Linked DNA regions of Sus scrofa: region 2 is linked to region 1. Evidence: chromatin contacts called from public HiChIP or PLAC-seq data. All regions are on one chromosome and are shown on one strand. The core of a region is the stretch at or near the end of the contact, and the rest is flanking DNA. Distances in the headings are between cores, read along the strand shown. Region 1 holds the start of WDR60 (WD repeat-containing protein 60). Region 2 holds the start of PTPRN2 (receptor-type tyrosine-protein phosphatase N2).

Evidence for each region. HiChIP or PLAC-seq counts read pairs in DNA pulled down with a chosen protein or histone mark.
Region 2: an H3K27ac HiChIP or PLAC-seq map of alveolar macrophages shows a contact between it and region 1. The contact joins the promoter of PTPRN2 here to the promoter of WDR60 in region 1. A contact is called at or near these places in 1 of 5 promoter capture datasets (fetal liver) and 1 of 2 datasets of contacts at active chromatin or transcription factors (alveolar macrophages).

What each region holds. Positions count from the first base shown.
Region 1 is chr18:553,342-559,121 of Sscrofa11.1, reverse strand. It overlaps WDR60 (WD repeat-containing protein 60), which reads left to right and starts at 3,980. Exons shown (of 24, transcript XM_021079024.1): 1 at 3,980-5,255. The coding sequence starts at 5,241.
Region 2 is chr18:716,962-723,607 of Sscrofa11.1, reverse strand. It overlaps PTPRN2 (receptor-type tyrosine-protein phosphatase N2), which reads right to left and starts at 2,483. Exons shown (of 23, transcript XM_021079161.1): 1 at 2,283-2,483. The coding sequence starts at 2,385.

The DNA of each region.
Region 1 (5,780 bases), core at 2,731-5,230:
GACAACAACAACAAAAACAAACAAGACATGATTCTCAACTTTTAGGTTGTGCATTTTTGTCTTCAGACTTCACTGGGTCCTCTGCTCAGGCCTAGAAAGGCGACACGTGTTGGCTGAGCCGTGGTGGCCTTGGAGACCCTCAGCTGAGATCCTCTCCCGGGTTCACTGCCGCTGTAGGACTCGGGTTAGTCTCTGTGGGCTGCCAGTCAGGGGTCACCCTCAGCTCCCGCCACTGGCTCCCTCCTGACACGGCAGTTTGCTTCATCTCTGATGTGTCACCTCCTTTTAATGGCAGGTCCACTCAGAATAATCTTTTTTTTTTATTTTTACTTTTTTTTGCCTTTTCTAGGGCTGCTCCCGCAGCATATGGAGGTTTCCAGGCTAGGGGTCTCATCGGAGTTGTAGCCGCCGGCCTACACCACAGCCACAGCAACACGGGATCTGAGCCGTGTCTGCAATCTACACCACAGCTCACAGCAACACTGGATCCTTAACCCACTGAGCGAGGCCAGGGATCGAACTTGCAATCATGGTTCCTAATCGGATTCATTAACCCCTGAGCCACGATGGGAACTTCTGTGTTTTGTTTTTATCACCCCCTGGGCTGTCGTGGTTTATAGTCTAGGGAGGGAGGTGGGCATACATTTTTAAGGTACAGGGAAGAGGCTGGGGAGACTGCAACAAACCAGTCAAACATAGACAGGGCAGTAGAGGCTCCAGGGTGAGCAGTGATGAAGCTGATGGCGAGGAAGGAACTGGGATCCAGGCAGGGAAGCAGCCTGCGAAGAGGCGGCCAAGCCTCCTCCTTAGTTTCTGGGTTTCGAGTTCTCCACCTACCCACCATTCAGCCTGCAACCTCAGCCTTCTCTTTTCATGTTCCTGACCCATCACTGCCCAATCTGATGCTTTAAATCTTTACATCATGTCTGGGAGGCACTTTACACATTGGCCCTGGCCCCCTTTCCAGGCTTACTTCCTACCATCCCACCTGCTACGTGCCTCACCCTCATGGTGTGCAGTAAACCTGCTCTGCCCAGTGTGGAACCCACTTGCACATGGGGCTCAAGCCCTGGAAACATGGCCAGTCTGAACTGAGATGTGCTATCAGTATAAAATACATACTAGATTTTGAGAATAGTATAAAAATATAAAACAACTCAATATTTTAAATACATTTTATTAAATTTGGTTTCATCTGTACCTTTTTCTTTTTATGGCCACACCCATAGCATGTGGAAGTTCCTACACCAGGGATGTAATCTAAGCGGCAGGGAGTTGCCACTGTGGTTCAGCAGGCTATGCACCCAACTAGTATCCAGGAGGATTTGGGTTTGATCCCTGGCCTTGCTCAGTGGGTTAAGATCTGGTATTGTCATGAGCTGTGGTGTAGGTTGCAGATGCAGCTCAGATCTGGCGTTGCTGTGGCTGCAGTATAGGCTGGTAACTGGAGCTCCAATTCGACCCTTAGCCTGGGAACTTCCATATGCTGCAGGTGTGGTCCTAAAAAGAAAAAAAAAAAAAAAAGGAGAAAAATCTAAGTGGCAGCTGGGGCAACACCAAATCCTGAACCCACTGTATTCAGCCAGGGATCAAAACCTTGCCTCCACAGTAACCCAAGCTGCTGAGTCAGATTCTTAACCCATGGCGGGAACACCTCTTTTTAATTTTTAAAATGGGGCTACTAGATGATTTATCACCTCTGTGGCTTGCATTATATTTCTACTGGGTAGCACTGTTAGAGATACCACTAGCCCTAGTGGACACTAGTACATTTTCCAAGCCCTCCAGACCCCTCCCTCTGGACTTGCACTCATATCTGTTTTCTCCTAAGATGTTCTCTGTGGGTCTCTCTGCCTGGTGGGTCATTTGTGCTTCAAGATCCACCTGAAATGAGGCCCTTCCTAACCTCATTTCTTTCTTCCAGGTAAACTTTGTCACTTCCTCACTCACTGCATTTTCTGAGTAGCACTTACGCTTTCACATTATTTAATAATGGTTTGCAATGGTTGGCAATTGTGAGCTACTAGAGGTCCAGGACATGTTTTTTTTTAACTGTCTCCAGCATTGTCACTTCCCGCATGATCAAATGAACTTAGTGAGTAATCTATTGAATAATGATGATAGATGTATCACAAGATGAAATGTGATTGGCAAATAAGTTATTTTGAAAATAATTGTTTTAAGAAATCTGAGGCGTTCCCGTTGTGGCTCAGCGGTTAATGGACCTGACTAGCATCCATGAGGACGCAGGTTCCATCCCTGGCCTTGCTCAGTGCGTTAAGAATCCGGTGTTGCTGTGAGCTTTGGTGTAGGTCGAAGGCACGGCTCAGATCCTGTGTTGCTGTGGCCGTGGTGTAGGCTGGCAGCTACAGCTCTGATTCGACCCCTAGACTGGGGGTCGCACGCAGGTGTGGCGCTCAAGAGACCAAAAAAAAAAAAAAAAAAAGTTTGAGGAAATATTGTTTAACTTCCTCTATTGACATTTATTCGGCAAATACGGTGGGGATGGTGAGAAAGAGGAGACAGCATTTGCAGAGCTCTGTGAATATGGTGTTTTGGGGAGATTCGAAATCACATCATTCTGTTTGGTGAACGAGGGCACCTGGTGTGAGCCTCGGGGAGACAGAGCAGGGCATGAGGGGAGTCACCTGCTGGACTGCTGGCTGCGGTGGACGATGGATTGGTAGCAGCTGGAGTGGAAAGCCAAACAGTCAAGACACAATGATCTTGACAGGAATTTGGGATGGGCACTTGGGAGGGGAGAGGGCAGGGTTCAAGGGCCAAGCCCAGGTCGTTCTTGCAGCATGCGTGTGCCTGACCTGACTTCATACTGTGGCTGAGGTCTTGAACCTCACAGACAACGACCTGAAGCTTTTCCAGCAACAGCTGTCTTCTCGGCCAACAGAGTGACACAGAGAATAAACTTTGGCATCAGACTACCCACCAACCTAACTGTGAGTTTAGGCAACTGGGCTAATCTGTCTGGTCCTCAGACTTCTCATCTGAAAAACAGGAGCATATCCATCTCCAAGGGACGCTATGAGAATTAAGTGAATTGCCAAGTAGGTTTCCGTTGGGTACCTCTTTGGGGGCAGTCCCTCACTGAATCCTAGCTATCACTGCAATGACCTTGCTGTGCTCCTTTGCCAGTACCGTTCTTCCCAAGTGCTGCTGAGTGAAAATGAAAACGGTGGTGGTGGAACGTCCGAAACCAGAGCACAGTTAAATATACAAGGCTGATTGGGAGTTCCCGTTGTGGTGCAGTGGTTAACGAATCCAACTAGGAACCATGAGGTTGCGGGTTCGATCCCTGGCCTCACTCCGTCGGTGAAGGATCCGGCGTTGCCGTGGGCTGTGGTGTAGGTCGAAGATGAGGCTCAGATGCCACGTGGCTGTGGCTGTGGCATAGGCCAGCAGCTACAGCTCCCATTAGACCCCTAGGCTAGGAACCCCCATATGCTCCGGGTGTGGCCCTAGAAAAGACAAATAGTCAAAAATAAATAAATAAAATAAAGTGCTAATCATTATTTAAAAAAAAAAAAGGCTGATTGGATCTTGATTAATTTCTCTAAGGCAAGGAGCTGAGGAAATGACTTTTATATTCAGCACAAAGTAGACAGATCCATAAACTGTAAACTGGCTCCTAATCGCACATGACTCAAAAACACAATGTCTGGAAAATAAATTGTGTGTCTAGAGGAAAACCATGATGTCAAAAGCACAGACCCCAGGAATTCCCTTGTGGCAAAGCAGGTTAAGGAGCCCTGTTGTCACAACAGCTTCCTCGTTGCTGTGGCGCCAGTTCCATTCCTGGCCTGAGGAACTGCCACAGCCTGGGGCGGGGCCAAGAAACAAAACAAAACAAAACCAAGCCCAAAACGAAAAAAAACACAGACCCCCCTAATGATACACTCACCCATATGTCTTAGCACAGGATCTGAACACCTTCTTTCTCTCTCTCAACGGTAAGTGGAATCTTTTCTAAGCAACATTTGCAGACTAAACAAACACGAAACAGTTTGCAGAACCAGAGGTAAATGTCAGTTTTAACGTGCATCCCTGGAGTGGGACCCACACTTCTCCAGTCCTGCATATTTAAGTTTGGCTTTTACTTTAAGCGTCAAATAAAACAGTTGGGGTAAAATAAACCTGAGATGCAGAATGTGTCTTAATACTAAACTCACAGTTAGGTTGGTGGGTAGTCTGATGCCAAAGTTTATTCTCTGTGTCACTCTGTTGGCCGAGAAGACAGCTGTTGCTGGAAAAGCTTCAGGTCGTTGTCTGTGAGGTTCAAGACCTCAGCCACAGTATGAAGTCAGGTCAGGCACACGCATGCTGCAATGTGTATTAATACTTAATACTTTATTAAGACACATTCTGCATCTCAGCGGAATGTGAGGCAGCCCCTTTGCGGTCCTGTTTGGGAAAATGCGGCCCTGAAATGACAGGTTGTCGCGCGGGCATGGGACAGAGTTTACAGTTGTGAACGCTTCTTCTGTCCCTTGAGGCGTCTATGGCCTCTCGTCTCTTGCTCTGTATAAAAACTGAGTCTTTCAAAGATTGCGTTTTCAAAAACTTTTCGATTCCTGCCAATCCTGCAGAGTGTGTCCCATCAAACGACGGCACAGGGAAAGCTCCCTAAGCTGCCTGCCCGAAGTCTGAGCTCAGCTCCCTCTTCCAAAGGCACTTTGGCAGGTTGAGGAGCCGCCGGCCCTTGCAGCCGTGCCTGTTTCCCCTTTGCAGCTCCGGTCCTGCCGGCGGACCCGCCTCGCAGGCCTTTGGGCCTCCGACCGGGCGGAAGAACCCAGCCCTCGAACCAAATATCCCACCCGGCTGGAGGGCGGGAGTCCGGCCGGAACTGCCTTCTTCCGAGACCCCTCCCTCTGGGCAGGGAGCAGATCCCAATCGGTGGTCACTCGGCGCTCCTCTGCTCTGGTCTGCCGGTTTCTAGGAGGCGAGGACGGGCAGGCGCAGTGGGGGCGGCCTCGGGGCACGCCGGGCCGGTGGTGCTCGGCGCTCCGCTGCCCCGCCTGTCGGTTGCTAGGAGGCGGGGAGGCGCAGGCGCAGCGGGGACGGCCGCGGGGCCCGCGGGGCGGGCGGTCGCAAGAGTTCCGTTGCCCCGCCTGCCGGTTGCTAGGAGGCGGGACGCCTGCTGGGAGGAGGGTGCGGGCGTCCGGCGGTCTCTTTCCGGAGCCTGGCCGGGCCGAGGGCAGCGCGGCCGCCCGGGCCTGCAGGCGGCGATGGAGCCGGGAAAGGTGGGTGCGTGCGGACACCGCGCGGGGAGGCTCGTGCCCGCCAGTACCGCCCCTTCCTCGCCGTCGGAGGGCGCCCCAGGCCCGGGGCTAGAGTTCTAGCTGCGCGGTGCTACCGTGGCAAAGTTACCGACGTGTCTTATTTCTTACCGAATAAAATGGGACGGTACGAGTGGGACTGGATGAAGTTCAATACATAAAAGTGCCCAGAGCTGTGTTATTAACTCAGTAACTTATTTGTCGTTCTTCTGCTGTCTGGATTCCCGCTAACAAATGAGAAATTTTGTTTGCGTATTTTTCATCCTATCTTCCTATTTTTTTCCTCTATCATTCGCTTTTATGATGTTAATAACGTCGATTAGAAAGTTAGTGCCTTTTGGAGTTCCCGTCGTGGCACAGGGGTTAACGCATCCGCCTAGGAACCATGAGGTTGAGGGTTCGATCCCTGGCCTTGCTCAGTGGGTGAAGGATCCGGCGTTGCCGTGAGCTGTGGTGTAGGCCGGTGGCTACAGCTCCGATTGGACCCCT
Region 2 (6,646 bases), core at 1,234-3,733, 170 kb before region 1:
CTCCAGCTCAAGGCGAGGCATCCTGGGCAGAAAGAACTGTCCTTAGATCTTGGTGAAATCGGACCCCTCGTTCTAACCGAAAACTTTATGATACAACTGAGGAGCAAAAACTTGTCTTTCCTTGAGCCTTGTGTTCTATAGGTCTTAAGCCGAGGTTGAGTGTTGGGAGCCAAATAAATAAATAGGTACGAGTGACGTGGTTGGGGCCAGATCTGAGGTGTCTGGGTGCATCTTTCCTTGTGCATCGTTACTCGGAGCGCCGTAGTTGGTGAGACCATCATCAAACAAGACCCAGGTGGCTGAGAAAGAAAAATGGCAGCATATGCCTTTCCTGGATGACCACCTTCTGGAGACGGCCTGTGTGAATTCTGAGGCTAGGGCAGCAGCCCTCACTCTGAGTGGGGATGGTGCAAGGGCACAGAAGGCAGGGTGCACGGGACACTGGGAGCGTACACGAGTAGACAAGGCTACATGCCACCCCAGGATGGGTCCCCAAATGGGAAGGCCACACGTACATCTTGCTGTCTGCATACGCTGCCAGGGTGGTGTGTGGTCCTTAAGAGATCAGCATGTTAAACCTATCCCCTGGAGCCCTTGAGACGGGTTTAACAGTGGGTCCCTGATATGGTTCCACATCAAGACTGCACCCAGCAGGCTGGCTGGGGGCACACGGTGAACAGAGCGAATAGGGCACCCACTCCCAGTGATACGACTCAGCCGTGCCTGTAGCCAGAACGCCACTGCCACGTCAGGCAGCACTGACCAGGGCAGCTTAGCTGTTCTCTTCTTTTCACACACGCCCACTGTAGGGTTTTCCTTGACTCCCTCCCTCAGCCACCTCCCCCCTCCTCCTTTCTCTACGGTTTCTGAAAAAGGCTATGAACCCGACAATTACGACGGAAAGAGAGTTGTCCAAGACCAGCCTCCCCTCCTTCCATAGAAGCTGCCTTCCCCAGAACTGGCTGATGTCAGCTGACCCTGGTTCTCCCTGACCGGGGTGTGGAGAGGGTGGCGTCTGGCGAGCTGAGCAAACAGCTCTCACAGGAGGTGATATGCCAGTTCCAGCCAGATGAGCGAAGGAACAGAACCCAGCAAAGGCAGACCAGCATGCAGCTCAGCCTTTGTTGCTGGTTCAGGGCAAGGTCCCGGAGGTCAAGGCAGAGGGAGCAAGGCCCCCAAGCCCCCCCAAGCAGGGCGGCTCACCTGTGCATAGAGTGTCGTTCCCCACCCCAGGGGGGGGTTTAAAGTGACTCTGACAACAGCACCACAGGGTGTGGGGGCCAGGACACACCACTCCACCCCAGGACTCCACCCCAGCTGGCAAGGCCCTCCTCCTGGACGGCCAGCCCTCCCTCCAACTCTGCCACACTCCCTACCAGGCCAGGAAAGCAAGGGAGAAACTCGGGGCAAAGGGGCCGCATTAGCCAAGGGTCTGGGGGGACCTCCTGCCCACCTCTCCCTGCAGTTTCTGTCTGGGACAGAGAAGCGGCGGGAGACCAGAAGCGCCAGCCCAGGATGCGAGGAGGAGGCCCCCCACCACCCTGGACCTGTGACACCCTGGTGTGCACTCCGCCCTGTGACACCTGCTATTCTAATCTAACATGTTCCGTAATTCCGGCCCGAAGCCACGGACACGGGCGGTCCGGGAAAGCTCCGAAACAAAAGCGGGTTAGCGCCCGGGGCGGGGAGCGGGGCCCGGAGCCTTCCCGCGGTCGAAGGGCCCGGGGCCACGCCTGAAGGAAGGGCTGCCCCCGTCCCCCCCGTCGGAGCGCGTCCCCTCCCCGAGTCCCCACTCCTGTCACGGAAGGAAAATGTCCGTCTGATTGTGAGGCGCTGGCCCGGGAGGTCCGCGCGCGGCGACCACGCGGGGAGGAGGCCGGGCCGAGCACGAAGGCCCCGCGCCCGCGCCCCTCCCAGTCGCCGCGCACGCGGGGCCTCCCCCGCCCCCCGGCGCGGCCCGCGGCGCACGCGGCACGAACACGCGGGGCGCGCCCACGCCCCACGCCGAGCGCCCGGGGAGCAAACAGGCCGCGCGCTGGGCGCCCGGGCGGACCCGGACCCCCGCTCTCCCCCGCCCCTCGCCCTCGGAGCCGCCCCAATCCCACCGCCCCAGCCCCTCAGGCGCCCCCTCCCCCACCGCGCCCTCACTCCCCGGGCGCCCCCACACCCCCTGGTCTTCCCGAGAAACCCCGCCCGCCCCCACCTCACTCAGGCGCCCCTCCCCCGCTCCCCTCAGTCACACAGCCCCTCCCCCACCCGGACCCCGACCCCCCCCCACTCACCCAGCAGCCCCGGGAGCGGCCGGGCGCGGGGCGCAGGGGCGGCGAGAGGGGCGCAAGGCAGCAGCGGCAGCAGCAGCAGAAGGAGCGCGAGCGGCGGCCCCATGTCGGCGGCGCTCAGTCCATGGCGGCCGCTCCACCCCGCGCTCCCGGCGCTGCCGCGGCTTCAGCACCGGACAGCGCCGCCGGCCCCGCCCCCGACACGCCCGGCCCCGCCCCGGCAGGCCGCGCACCCGCAAGCTCCGCCCCCGGCAGGCCGCGCACCCGCAGGCCCCGCCCCCCGACACGCCCGGGCCCGCCCCGGCCGCGCGCCCGCCCGCCGGCCACGCCCCCGCGCTCCCGCGCCCCCGCGTTCCAGAGCTCCCAGCCCTCAGCCGAGTCTCGGGGCGCCCAGCCCCCCATGCCTCTTCCCTGGCCTCCTGCTGCCCCTGTGGGCACCGAGCCTCTCCCCTCCCCACCCGCGGGCCCCCGGCCCCTCACCTACCCCCCACCCCAGGTCCGCTGAGTCCCAGAGTTCCCAGGGGTCGCACTGTACTTCCGGCCCTCCAACCCAAAGGCTGAATCGGAAGCGCACCTGCAGCGCCCACGGCGGGGACCTCCCGGGGAAGGAACTGGAGCTAATGACCAGGAGAAGCTGGGCAGGGTCTGGGGGCTGTGGGGACCTCAATCTGGGAAGGAGGGGCTGTGGAAATCTAACCTGGACAGTCAGCGGGGATGCCAGCTGCAGCCCTGTCAGCAGGGCAGGATTCTACAGGGGGGACATGGCCCCGAGGTCCTTTCCTCCTCCCTGAAGCTGGCCTGCCACTGGCCACTGTCTGAGGGTTCAGCAAGGGCACAGCAGCCCCCCTGTTCTGCCCCAGGAGGAACATCCCCAACCTAAAGATCTGGGCTTCGCCTGGGGGTCTTCCAATGAAGGGGGCTGCATGTGTGTCCCCAGGCTCACCCCTCTGCCATCCCTTGCCTGCTCGTGTTTGGCTCCCTGAGCCTCCTCTGACCCCAAGGTCACGCAGTGCCTGCTCCTGCTGGGCCCTGCCTGACCCCGGCGGGCTCCCAAGGCGTCACCACCCTAGATGAGGCTGGGGCCTCGCAGGCAGTTGGGTGGCGAGTTTTATCTTTGACCCAAAGGCCCAGGGGACCACTTCCCAGAGAAAGCTCTATCCACCCTTTCAGGGACACCGTGCTCCCCCAGAATGCAGCTGCCACCTTCATCCATCGTGGGACTACAGTGCCATTTCCTCCTCTCGCTACTCGCACAATGGGAGGCCCCCAAGCTGGGGAGAAGCACGGAGAGTGGGCTTCTCAGGAGACGGTTTAACCATCACATTCTTCTCTGTGGCAGGACGTGGGTTAGCGCCGTGCTGCTCTCCTAACAGCAAATGAGTCTCCTGAGCAGAGGCATCAGTCAGAGATTTGCTGGCAGACTTGTCTAAGAAAGGCCGGGACACACTCCATCCTCGGCCCCACTGAGCAGCTGCCAAGTCCTGTGTGAGCATGCCGGGCTGACCCCAAACCCAGGTTCCGGCCGTGAAACCCATCCCAGTGAAGGCGGGAGGCTGATGGGCTCCTCTGTCCTCTGAGGTCCGTGTGCTGACAGTAACAACAGGAAAGACGGAAGGTGAGATCAGGGTGAACTAGAAGGGCGAGCTCCCTCGTGACCGGTCACGAGGTGGTTCAGGAGCACGAGGTCAGGCTTGAAACCATTCGGCAATATCACTGTGAAACCAAAGGGCCGGTTACCAAACACCCAAGTCCACATCTCCTGTCAATCCGGGTCCTTGTCGTCGGGTATCTGCTTGAGTTTGAGGGGCTGTGCCCTGACGACATGGAGGCCCCTGGGCCACTAGGAACTGGCCGTGGTGAAGGACCAGAGGAGCCAGGAGCCCTCCGGAGCTGTGCCCTGTAGGACTTTACTTCTGGGGCTGTGGTGCCTCCTTGCTTGGCATTGTTATGTGGGGCTCGCATAACGGCCGGGGACTGTTTGTTCTTGCCTTGTTTGACTGGCTGCTATGGACAGTGGTTTCCAGAAGCAGGTCCTACTGTACCCCCGTGGCCTAGCTTCAGGACGCCGACAGTGGAAAAACCGGGGGCACAAGAGGGACTGCAAGGACACTGTAGCAATAACAGTGCAGGGAGAAGCACAAACCCACAGGAAGGCACAGGAAAGGGTACCCCGTTCTGACCACAGCAGACCTGCACTGGGCTCTGCTGCACCTGCCACGCCGCCCAGCTCTGCCGACAACGACGCGATAGAGAAATGGAGGGTGAGGAAGGAGGGAAGGAAATCTTGCGTAGGAAGAACAGGCCGCCAGCCCAGGTTTCTGGTGGGCGGGAGGGCTGGCTGGGTACGTGGTCACGATAGGAATCCCCAAGGGCTGGACCCGATACACTGGTGTGTGCGTGTGTAATTGCACATGTGTGTGAGAACATCATGGCTGATTGCTGTTACAAGGCACACACACCTGTCCACTGTGGGCACAGCATTCAAACATTCAAGCACGAGCTTCTTCCAGAGCCCTCTAGGTGAAGGGGGTGTCTGCTACACGGTTTGCTGTTTGGGCCTTTCTCCTTATAAAAGTGTTCCATCCATTGTTGTCACAGGTGCTACTGTTTACGATATGTGCCCACAGCCTGCCGGGGTCAGCATGGGACACGACCCTACAGTTCACAGGATGAACAGATTTGCAGTCACAGGTCAAGGAATGACTCTTCAAAGGGACTTTCAAGACCCTTGTGCCACGTGTCCCTCCGGGGCCTCCTGTCCTCCTGAGGAGGGAGCAGAGCGGGACTCCCAGAGGGGACACAGGTCGGGGCTCCAACCCCAGCCCCTGCACGCCAGCCTGGCCTTCCCTCGCTGAGTGGGGACCCAACAGTTTGGCAGACCTGATGGTTGTGACTGTGGTCAGTGCCCTGGGTCACATGGGGGCTGGCCAGAATAATGAGGGCCAGAAAGTGTTTCAGAGGGGGGGAGCGCGGCCTCCCAATGGGTGTTGGAAACAAGGCCCAGCTGCGGGTGATCCGCTGGGATGGTGGGCGTGAGAGCCGGAGGAGAAGGGCTCAGACACGGGTCCCAAGGTTTGGCAGCCCCGACTGCATCCTCCCCTCGTGTTGGTGGACACTCGGTGTGCGGGCTGGAAGTGCTGTTTCCCCTTGATCAGGAGGGCTTTCTAAAGAAGGGGGTTTAGGGGTGCTTTCAGGGCAAGCAGAGGCAGCTTGGGCACATTCCACATATGTGACCAAAGCTGCCCCAACCTATGTAACAAGCACCTTCAAATTACTTATCTGGGACAGTCTGGCCCTCCCTCTTGGCAGCCATGATGAAATCTGAATTATTGGCCAATATGGTCAAATCCGCCAGGTTGCCACTTTCACTTGGCTGGTTTTCGTGTCAACACGGCCCGGGTCGGTGTGAACGGTGAGCTCAGTGTGTCATCCGATAGTCCGGCTCCACCTGGGAGGGAAGGCAGCTGCCAGACCCCAAGGCAACTGGCAGGCACAGAGCCCCATCCCCAGGGGGGAGCAACCTGTTCCCACCTCGGGACTGTAGAGGCGGGACCCCGCACAGCTCAGCACAGGGATGTCACCTGCCCCTCCCTGCCCCACCGTGTCAGCTCTGTCCCATACCGAGTGCCACCTGACACAAGAGCGCAGGCCCAGGGTGGGCAGTGGGGAGCTGCACCCGAGTTCAGAGGAGTCAGGGTTAGCACATTGGGGGCTGTGTCATTTCGCTCTGCCAGTCAGACGAGGGTGGGAAGGGCGGCTGGCCCAGGCCGTGGAGCTGGTGTCTGTCCCGCAGGGGCCGCACTCTCTCCAAAGGCTCTGGGGAGAGTAGCTGGCACCTCCCCCACCTTCCCGTGGACTGAGGGCAACCTTGGAGGCAGCTGCCCTGCGCCCGCCCCTATGGTCACAAGGCCTCCCTCTGGCTCCCTCTCACAGGGACACTCGGCTCCGATGGTACCACCCCCCCCAGATAATCCAGGAGAACTCGAGCTCCTACACTTCACATGTGCAATCCCTGGTGCCATAGAAGGTGGCAGCCGCAAGTGCCAGGGGTGCTAACAAATATTTGGGGGGCCCTCATTCAGACCACAAGGTCCTCAGGCAACCATGCATCCCACACACAGTGTTTATCCCAGAAATGCCCTTTTATTCTGTAAAGTGATCCACCCTAGAAACAGCCAACGGTCTTCCAGCAAGACAAAGAGTACAAAGGTTTGAATGTGTGAGCTACCACCCCCGAACCTCACTTTCTTCCACTCCTTACAAGCGTAACTCCACACGGAGGCACGCAACCACTCCCCTGCACGGGAGAGGCAGAGCCCGTCCACCAGGCCCAGGACGGGGCCTGAGCTGGCACTGCCGCTCGACTC